Linked DNA regions of Mus musculus: region 2 is linked to region 1. A link is a contact called in public promoter capture Hi-C data. All regions are on one chromosome and are shown on one strand. The core of a region is the stretch at or near the end of the contact, and the rest is flanking DNA. Distances in the headings are between cores, read along the strand shown. Region 1 holds the start of Ghdc (GH3 domain containing). Region 2 holds the start of Becn1 (beclin 1, autophagy related).

What was found. Promoter capture Hi-C pulls out the DNA fragments that hold promoters and counts their contacts.
Region 2: a promoter capture Hi-C map of liver shows a contact between it and region 1, with 2.4 times the contacts expected there. The contact joins the promoter of Becn1 here to the promoter of Ghdc in region 1. A contact is called at or near these places in 3 of 39 promoter capture datasets (liver and neural stem cells), 1 of 115 datasets of contacts at active chromatin or transcription factors (memory CD8 T cells) and 1 of 9 other capture datasets (liver).

Annotation. Positions count from the first base shown.
Region 1 is chr11:100,768,023-100,772,345 of GRCm38.p6, forward strand. Ghdc (GH3 domain containing) reads right to left here and starts at 2,935. Exons shown (of 9, transcript NM_031871.1): 1 at 2,857-2,935; 2 at 2,048-2,328; 3 at 1,634-1,755; 4 at 1,006-1,507; 5 at 363-555; 6 at 196-267; 7 at 1-125. The coding sequence starts at 2,315.
Region 2 is chr11:101,300,733-101,305,258 of GRCm38.p6, forward strand. It overlaps Becn1 (beclin 1, autophagy related), which reads right to left and starts at 1,554. Exons shown (of 12, transcript NM_019584.4): 1 at 1,400-1,554; 2 at 996-1,124. The coding sequence starts at 1,122.

The DNA.
Region 1 (4,323 bases), core at 1,685-4,184:
TGCTCTCCACACAGACATGGTCCAACAGCTTGGCCCCTGGCCACTGCCCCACTGCTTGGGCCAGGGCCACAGAGAATACAGTCTCATCAGTAACTTCTCCTCGAACATTCAGGGTTTGCCCCAGCCTGAGGAAGGAAGAAGGAGTGGGCCCAAGGCACAGGGACAGCCCCTCGTCATCCCCCCGGGGTCACCTACCTGCAGGTGAACCTGACCACAGGACACTGATTGTAGGTACCAACCACCTGGACCACGTCACCCAGGCGGCACCTAAGGAGCGGGTTGAGAGAAGAGTGAGCTTATGTCCCTTCCCAAGGCCGGGGTTCTCATCAGAGTAGACAAGAGCCAGTTAGTAGGAGAATCACCTGGTCAGGCTGGTGTGGTTCGTCAGCACCAACTCATACTCCTTCTCCCTTTGGGCATCAGTAAGGAGGAGAGTGGAGGCTGCCTCCTCTTGGGTTCCTTCCTTGATTGGAAGCAGCTCAATAAAGGGGACTCCAGGGGGCAGAAGATAGGATCCTTGGGGTCGCTCTGGCCACAGGTTTAGGGCCACCACTCCTATAGAGAGCAAAACAATCTTCTTGTCAACCTCATGGTGCATTCCGTTCTGCCAGGCAACAGCAGAAAGTAACGCCTCACTCGGGACAGCAGGCCCGGCTCCTCTAAGCACCTGGCCCTCCTGATTCAACCTCTCTGGAGACCACCCCCAGGGCCAGCCTGCTCTTTCCTGGTCTTGACTGAGCAGAAGCAGGCAGAGAGGCTGTGGTTCTGGCAGGGATCAGAGGTGGAAACAAATCCTGGTACCACCTGAGTCTGCCTGAGACACTTTGTCTCAGTGAACCTTAGTGTGCTCGGCTGTTAGTCAGAGCTAGTAACCCATACCATCCCAGGCACTGAGGAGGGTTGAAGAAGGTAAGTGTATGTGCCTCAATGCATGGTAGCTAGCTGTATGACATCTGCCCCCAGCCCCACCTGCATCCATCCAATCCCCCCCCGCATCAAGCTGACCTCCTGAGGCAGCATAAGCAGGAGAGAAGAAGGCTAGCCCTTGGCACCACAGGACCCTAAGGGCAGCCACAGCTTCTGCCTGTCCTCCTGAGTCCAGAGTCACCACCACCTGCAGCTTTGGCCAGAGCCGGCGGGCCAATCCTCGGGGTCCCTGCTCTAGGGCCTCCTTCAGCTCAGCGGCTCGTTTGGGGAGAAGCGTTCCCAGAATCCCAGCTGCTATGGCCTCAGCCAGTTCTTCACCATCAGCCTCCAAGCCCACAAAGACATCCAGGAGCTCCACTGCAGTCCTTGCCTCAAGTACCCTCAGCCCCGGGGATATCAATGCCTCCAGCAGCAGGGTCCGGGGGTCCTTGGCTCCATCGGGGCTTACCCGGCCCAGGGCGTGCCCAAGCCAGGGGACAGAGCAGGGCCATGGCGATGTAGGGGTCACACAGGCAGTACTTCCTGGAGCCAGCGCTTCTGGGTAGGCCTTGTTTAGGGTTATTAGACCCAGCAGGGTGGCCTGGAGGGAGACAGGAGGGCCTGTCATTCAGACCTTAGAACCAGACCCCAGCTACCATAGCGGGCCTTCTTTGTACCTCCTTTTGGGAGGGGTCTGCTGTTGTGAGGTGGAGGTACCTCTGTTTACCTGCAAAGAGGCGTCTCCATGGTACTGGGGGGAGGCAGGGGATGGGAGCGTCTCTTCACTTTCTTGCTCCTGAGTGTGGCTGGTTTGGGTCAGTGGAAGATGATTCCGGAAGGTTCTCATATCTGTAGACCCCCCCCCCAAAAAAAATCAGAAACTCCTCAGGAAGTGAGAAGACTGTGGAGAGCCTTGAGAAAGGAACCCAGAAAGGGCCTGGGAAATGAGGTGAAGGCTAGACCAGGGCCCAGCAAAGGAAAACCCATCCTAATAGGTGTCAGGTTGTAAGCCATGGTAGGGCTCTGCACCAGGCCACATCATATTGGTGGTAAATGAAGGGGCCCTTGAGTTCTAGAATCTGACTGCCTTGTGGGCTATTTTCTCTCCTTGGGTCACCTCCCCCAGGTGCCAGAAACACACCTGTGTCCTCCCTGGGGAGACAGCAGGAGCCCTGGGCTTTCTTCAGACACCACATGAGGGCCTGCTGCTGGCTCTGGCCCACATTCAACGTGCTCCGGTCTAGTCTCCACTGCTGCCAGGCGGCTGCCCAGCCCAGCATCCCCCAGGCCACTCGGTGTTGGAGACTGATCAGCCAGCATGGCCTGGCACCCCGAGACCTCTGCTGCCAGAGTATGGCCAGCAGGGGCACGAGGAGGAGCAGCAGCAGCAGCAGCCACAGCAGAAGCATCTCCAAGGAGCTCCTGGGAGAGGAATGGAATGGAATGGGGTGTGAGGGGGATAACCATGTCTTCCCACACACTCCGCCGCATACAGAAAACAGAGGAAGGAGACGACGGTGGTAGGAAGCCAGGGCCCTGTTAGGCAGGCAATATGGAAGAGAGACCCTCAAGAATCTGGCACCCTGGCCGGGCGTGGTGGCGCACGCCTTTAATCCCAGCACTCGGGAGGCAGAGGCAGGTGGATTTCTGAGTTCGAGGCCAGCCTGGTCTACAGAGTGAGTTCCAGGACAGCCAGGGCTACACAGAGAAACCCTGTCTCGAAAAACCAAAAAGAATCTGGCATCCTACTAACTGGCATCCTTGCTTCTCGAGCTAGAAGAACAGCTCTGACAGCTCCTCCCTCCTTCGTAAGAGGAGAGGGCTGGGCGTGACATTTTTACCCACTCCCAAGTGACTTTGCTTTCTCTCAGGATCTTCCCTGCCCTGGTCCCGTTTCCCAGTAGAGCCCTGGGTATATATATACACCTGTCACAGCCTATTTCTGCTTACTTTCAGCACCCCGGGACCCCTCAGGGTCCCTCAGTGTGTCTGGTCGCAGTCCTGAAAGTTGAAGTGATGACTTTAAAAGGCAGGGCTTGGGCAGGAAATCCGGCCTGACTGGGAGGACCCGGGGGTGGGGCGGAATGTTCTTAAAGGAACAAGTTACCTAAAAGGTAACTTGTTGAGTTGCTGGCTCAGGTTGGCAGATGGAGGGAGTTAAGGCCAGGGTGGCAAGATCGTCGAGAAAGACAGGGAGGTGTGTGTGGAAAGAGTGCTTGCTTTCCATTCAGGAGCAGATTCAGACTCAAGTAAAAACCACAGCTGCCGAGGTGTGGTCGTGCAGACTAGTTGTTGCAGCCCTAGGGTATGTGCCAGCAAGAGGTCAAGGTCAGCCGGGCAGTGGTGGTGCACACCTTTGATCCCAGCACTCAGGAGGCAGAGGCAGGTGGATTTCTGAGTTCGTGGCCAGCCTGGTCTACAGAGTGAGTTCCAGGACAGCCAGGGCTACACAGAGAAACCCTGTCTCGAAAAACCAAAAAAAGAAAGAGAAGGAGAGAGAGAGAGAGAAAGAAAGAGAAAGGTCCTGTTCCATCTCCACACCCCCCACCCAAAAGAGGACAAGGTCACCCACAGCTACAGCTACATAACAAGTTCAAGGCCAGTCTGAGCTACACGTCTTTTCTTTCTTTCTTTCTTTCTTTCTTTCTTTCTTTCTTTCTTTCTTTCTTTCTTTCTTTCTCTCTCTTTCTTTCTCTCTCTCTCTCTCTCTCTTTCTTTCTTTCTTTCTTTCTTTCTTTCTTTTTGGAAAGGGATGTTTGCCTCCCTCCTCACCTTTTGAAAATTTATTTATTTTATATGAGTACACTGGAGCTGTCTTCAAACACCCCAGAAGAGTGCATCAGATCTCATTACAGATGGTTGTGAACCACCATGTGGTTTCTGGGATTTGAACTCAGGACCTCTGAAGAGCAGTCAGTGCTCTTAACCACTGAGCCATCTCTCCAGCCCCATATCTTAAAAAAACACCACCACCACCACCAACAAAAAAAAAAAACCACAAAACCAAATAAACAAACCAAAAACCCATTCTACATAATGCATCTGCAATCCCTGCATTTGGGAGAGGCTGGGGAAGAGGAATGGCTCCACTAAGTCAGCGGCCAGTGTGGGCTACATAGCAGGTGCTGCCTTACAGGGTAAATAATAGCTTGTGAATAAGACCTTGTGGTGCATACTTTTAATCTCCACGTTCAGAGGCAGAGGTAGAAGGAGCTCTATGAGTTCAAGGCCAACCTGATCTACACAGTAAGTTCCAGGACAGCCAGGGCTATATAGAGAGTCCCTGCCTCAAATAAAATAAATAAAAGAATAACAAAACATCAACAAACAAATATCCAAAGTTGTCCCCAGTCTGTAAATCTCCACAAAATTAGTTAAAGAAAATGACTTCCACCTAGGTGGCCTTAAACCTGAATG
Region 2 (4,526 bases), core at 304-2,803, 530 kb after region 1:
GACCTCCTTTATTCCAACACTTGGGAGATGAAAGCTTTCAACACACAACATTAACCTTTAAAAATGAAAAATAAGCCAGGTGTGGTGGCGCACACCTTTAAGCCCCAGGACTCTGAAGGCAGAGGCAGGACAATCTAGCCAGGCAAGGGCTAGAGTGAAACTCTGTCTATACCAACAGCAAGAACAATGAAAATAATTTTTTTTTAAGGAGAAGAAAAATAAAGAGCTGGGCAGATCACTCAATAGCTTAGAGCACCTGTTGCTCCTGTAAAGGACCTAGGTTCGAGTCCTAGCCCTCACACGGTGGCTCACAACCACCTGTTAACTCCAGTTCAGGGATCTGACGCCCTCTTCTGGCCTCTCCCGGCATCAGGCATTCTCGTCATGGACAGATGTACATGTAAGCAAACCACCTATACACATAACTAATACTAATTATGAATAAAAATGAATCAAGGTCTAGGGAGCTATATACAACAAAGCCAAGGTTTCCATGCTAATGCCAGGCCCATGAACGTGTTTAAACTCGCTAATCACCTCTCTCACTCTCTTCTTCAGGCTTCAAGGCTCTCCTACACTTCACTGGACCTCAGGTAAGTATGCTCACTGATGGCTCTAACCTCAACTCGTCACCTGTAAGAGGATGCACCATGGCACTTCTCCTGTCCTTTTTATTTTTGGAAACAGGGTCTCATTCAATAGCGCAGGCTGGCCTGGAACTTGAGGCAGCTCCGGCGTCAGCCTCCTGAGTTGCTGCAGTTATAGATGTGAGCCACCAAGCCTGGTTTCCACGGGGACTGTTACAGGACACCTGATTGATACACTGGTAAATCTTCAAGAAATTCTGTTATATGTGAATACTCCTTCACTCTGGAGACACTGTCAGAGGTCTATTCCTGACGAGAAAACCGAAAGCCAGAGACCGCCACCTCAATGTCCCTAAAGTTGCCCACTTCCCTCCTTCTTGACCACCCCTTTCCTCGGATCCTGCTGACCTGTGAGTTCCTGGATGGTGACCCGGTCCAGGATCTTGAAGCTCGTGTCCAGTTTCAGAGGCTGGCTACAGCGCTGGCACACGAAGCTCACCTGCATGGTGCTGCTGGACGCCTTAGACCCCTCCATGCCTGCGACAGCGGAGAAAAGACGACGTTAAGAAGAATCGGCTCCTTTGAACCTCGGGCCCGAGGCTACCCGCTGCCTTGGTGGTGGAGGTGAAGAGGAAAATCCCGGTCCGCGCCGTTCCCTCTGGGAGTGGGATGACACCAAGAGGACCCGCTTCCGGGGCAGAGCCCAGCTAAGGCAGTCTAGTCTCCCGAGCGGGGAAACGGGGCACCAGAGTGGCCGCCAGGGACTCTAGGCTTCTTCCTAAGGTCTCACTTCAGGCCCCGACGCTCCTCACCTCAGGAGCCCGGAGCCCGCCACCCAGGCTCGTTCTACCGCGGGGGCACGGTGGCCTCGGGTCCGCCCCGGAGCGAGACCTCCAGAGTTCCCATCGCCCGGTCTTCAGCTACTTCCCGGTCGGCTAGCTGAAGACTTCCGCCCAGGACCAGAAGTGACGTCACGACGGGAGCTGACGCAAGGACCCCTGCTCCAGATCCCTGTTTACCCGGCTCGGAGCGCCATCCAAAGGCCGAGCGGGGAAGTGCAGCAGTGCCGACAGGTGGGCCGAAGCTGCCCACACTCTTCTGATTTAGACGGTCCACTCAAGATTTGTTACTTCCAAGTGGAGCCACTTCTATATTCCTTAGGGATCAGGGTGTTGTTTGTTTGTTTGTTTGTTTGTTTGTTTGTTTGTTTGAGACAGGGTTTCTCTGTGTAGCCCTGGTTGACCTGGAACTCGCCCTGTAGACCAAGCTGGCATCCACTTCACAGAGATCCACTTGCCTCAGCCTCCTAAGGGCTGTGATTAAAAGCGTGCACCACCACCTTCCGGCATGTGTGAGCTTTTAAAGTGTATTTTTGGGAGAGTCAAATTGTCTAAACCCTTCTGAGGGAGTGCGTTTGGCAGGATGGTAAATTTTATTGTTATATGTATGTATGTATGTGTATGTGTGTATGTATGTATATATGTTTGTATATGTGTATATAATAAAATGCAAATACATTAAAGGTGATAGTTATATGTATGTATATATGTGTATGTGTGTATTATGTATGTATATAACAAAATGTAAATAAATAAAAAGGTGACAGTGGAGACTGGAGAGATGGCTCAGCAGTTAAAAGCACCAACCGCACTTCCAGATGACCTGGATTAAATCAAATCCATCCACCCACATGGCAGCTCATAACTGTCTGTAACTCCAAGAACTGACACCACTATCACCACTTTCACACAGTCATCCATGTATGCAAAACACCAATGCATTTGTGGTGTGTGTGTGTGTGTGTGTGTGTGTGTGTGTGTGTGAGAGAGAGAGAGAGAGAGAGAGCTGGCTCCTGTGAGTATGTGTGTATCTGGAATCATATCCAAGGCCTCTCATATACTAAGCAAGTACTCCACCAATGAACTGTATGTCCAGCCCTACTTTGTAAGTTTAACATATGTGGGCTGCCAAGATGGCTCAACCTGTAAAAGTGTGTGCACCAAACGTGAGAGAGACCCTAAGGTCAATTCCTAAGGATCGGAGTAGGAGGAGATGAAGTTGACCTCCAAAGGAATTCCAGGGTATGGACTGCCCTCCACCACCACTAAGGATAATAAAAATAATTGAATGTTTTCCATGTTGCTCCAGTTTTGTTAATTAACATTCTCATTGCTGCAATACATCACAGCAGAAACGCACAGATTACAGTGAATTTCTTTATTGATGGAAACTTCCATTGCTTCCAATTTGGGTGGATACAATAATATCACAATGAGGAATTGACTTTGTCCTAGAACAGAACCTTATCATTAAAAGTACTGTAGACTTTGGAATCTTCTCTTTATTAACATTGGCAGTTGTTTTCAAAACAACTCATATTATATTCTGCCTCTAGTAATCCATTAAAGGGCCTGTTTTATGATGCCTTGCCCAGTATTGGATAAGATATATTTGAGGAACAATAGCAGACAATGGCAGTTCTCCATTCTTTTTTTTTTTTTTTTTTTGGTTTTCAAGACAGGGTTTCTCTGTATAGCCCTGGCTGTCCTGGAACTCACTTTGTAGACCAGGCTGGCCTCAAGCTCAGAAATCCACCTGCCTCTGCATCCCGAGTGCTGGGATTAAAGGCATGCGCCACCATGCTCGGCTCCAGTTCTCCATTCTTGTAATTGATATCACTGATTGCTGATAAGGTTGAAGAGTTTGTCATGTGGTCGCCCCTTGCAGTTCTTACAAATTATGTTCACATATTTGTATTTATTTATTGGATCATAACGTCTTTCTCAGGTTTTAAAATAAATGTTTATGGCCAGGGGTGGTGGTGCACGCCTTGAATCTCAGCACAATGGCAGGCTGATCTTCACAGTGGCCGGCCTGGTCCTCATAGTGAGCTCCAGGTCAGTCAGGGTTGCATGTTAAGTCTTTGGCACACAGATAAACACACACAGACACACAGACACATGTAGACATATATGTATACACAAACACATAGATACACAGAGAGAGAGACACACAGACATCCATGTACACACATACATACAGACACACACAAACACACACACGAGTAAATAAATTCTCATGAATGGTTTAGCTAGCTAACCTTCCTTCCTTCCATCCTTCCTTCCTTCCTTCCTTCCTTCCTTCCCTCCCTCCCTCCCTCCCTCCTTCCTTCCTTCCTCCCACCCATGCTTTTTTTTTTTTAAAAAAAAGGAGATCTCATGAATCCCAAGGATGACTTCAAACTCACCAGGCAGCAGAAAATGACTTGAACTTTTGACCCTCCTGCCTCTCTCTATCTTCTGAGTGCTGGATTAACAATTACATGACCCAGGCTTTCATAACTCAACCACCTGAGATACGCTGCAGCTATTTCCTTCCTTCCTTCCTTCCTTCCTTCCTTCCTTCCTTCCTTTCTTTCTTTCTTGTTTTGTTTTGTTTTGTTTTGTTTTGTTTTGTTTTGTTTTGTTTCGAGACAGAGTTTCTCTGTGTAGCCCTGGCTGTCCTGGACTCATTCTGTAGACCAGGCTGGCCTCAAACTCAGAAATCTGCCTGCCTCTGCCTCCCAAGTGCTGGGATTAAAGATGTGCACCACCACCACCCAGCCCCTAAATTATTTTCTAAATGTGCAGAAATTTTTCATGTTTCATTTGTTTTGTGGAGACAAGATCTTGTGTACCTCAAACTATTCTCAAAATTTCTCTCTGGGGCTAGAGAGAATAATAAAATGCTTACTCTTGGGCTGGAGAGATGGCTCAGCGGTTAAGAGTACTGACTGCTCTTCCGAAGGTTCTGAGTTCAATTCCCAGCAACCACATGGTGGCTCACAACCATCCTTAATGAGATCTGATGCCCTCTTGTGGTGTGTCTGAAGACAGATACAGTGTACTTACATACATAAAATAAATAAATAAAACTTAAAAAAATAATATAAAATGCTTA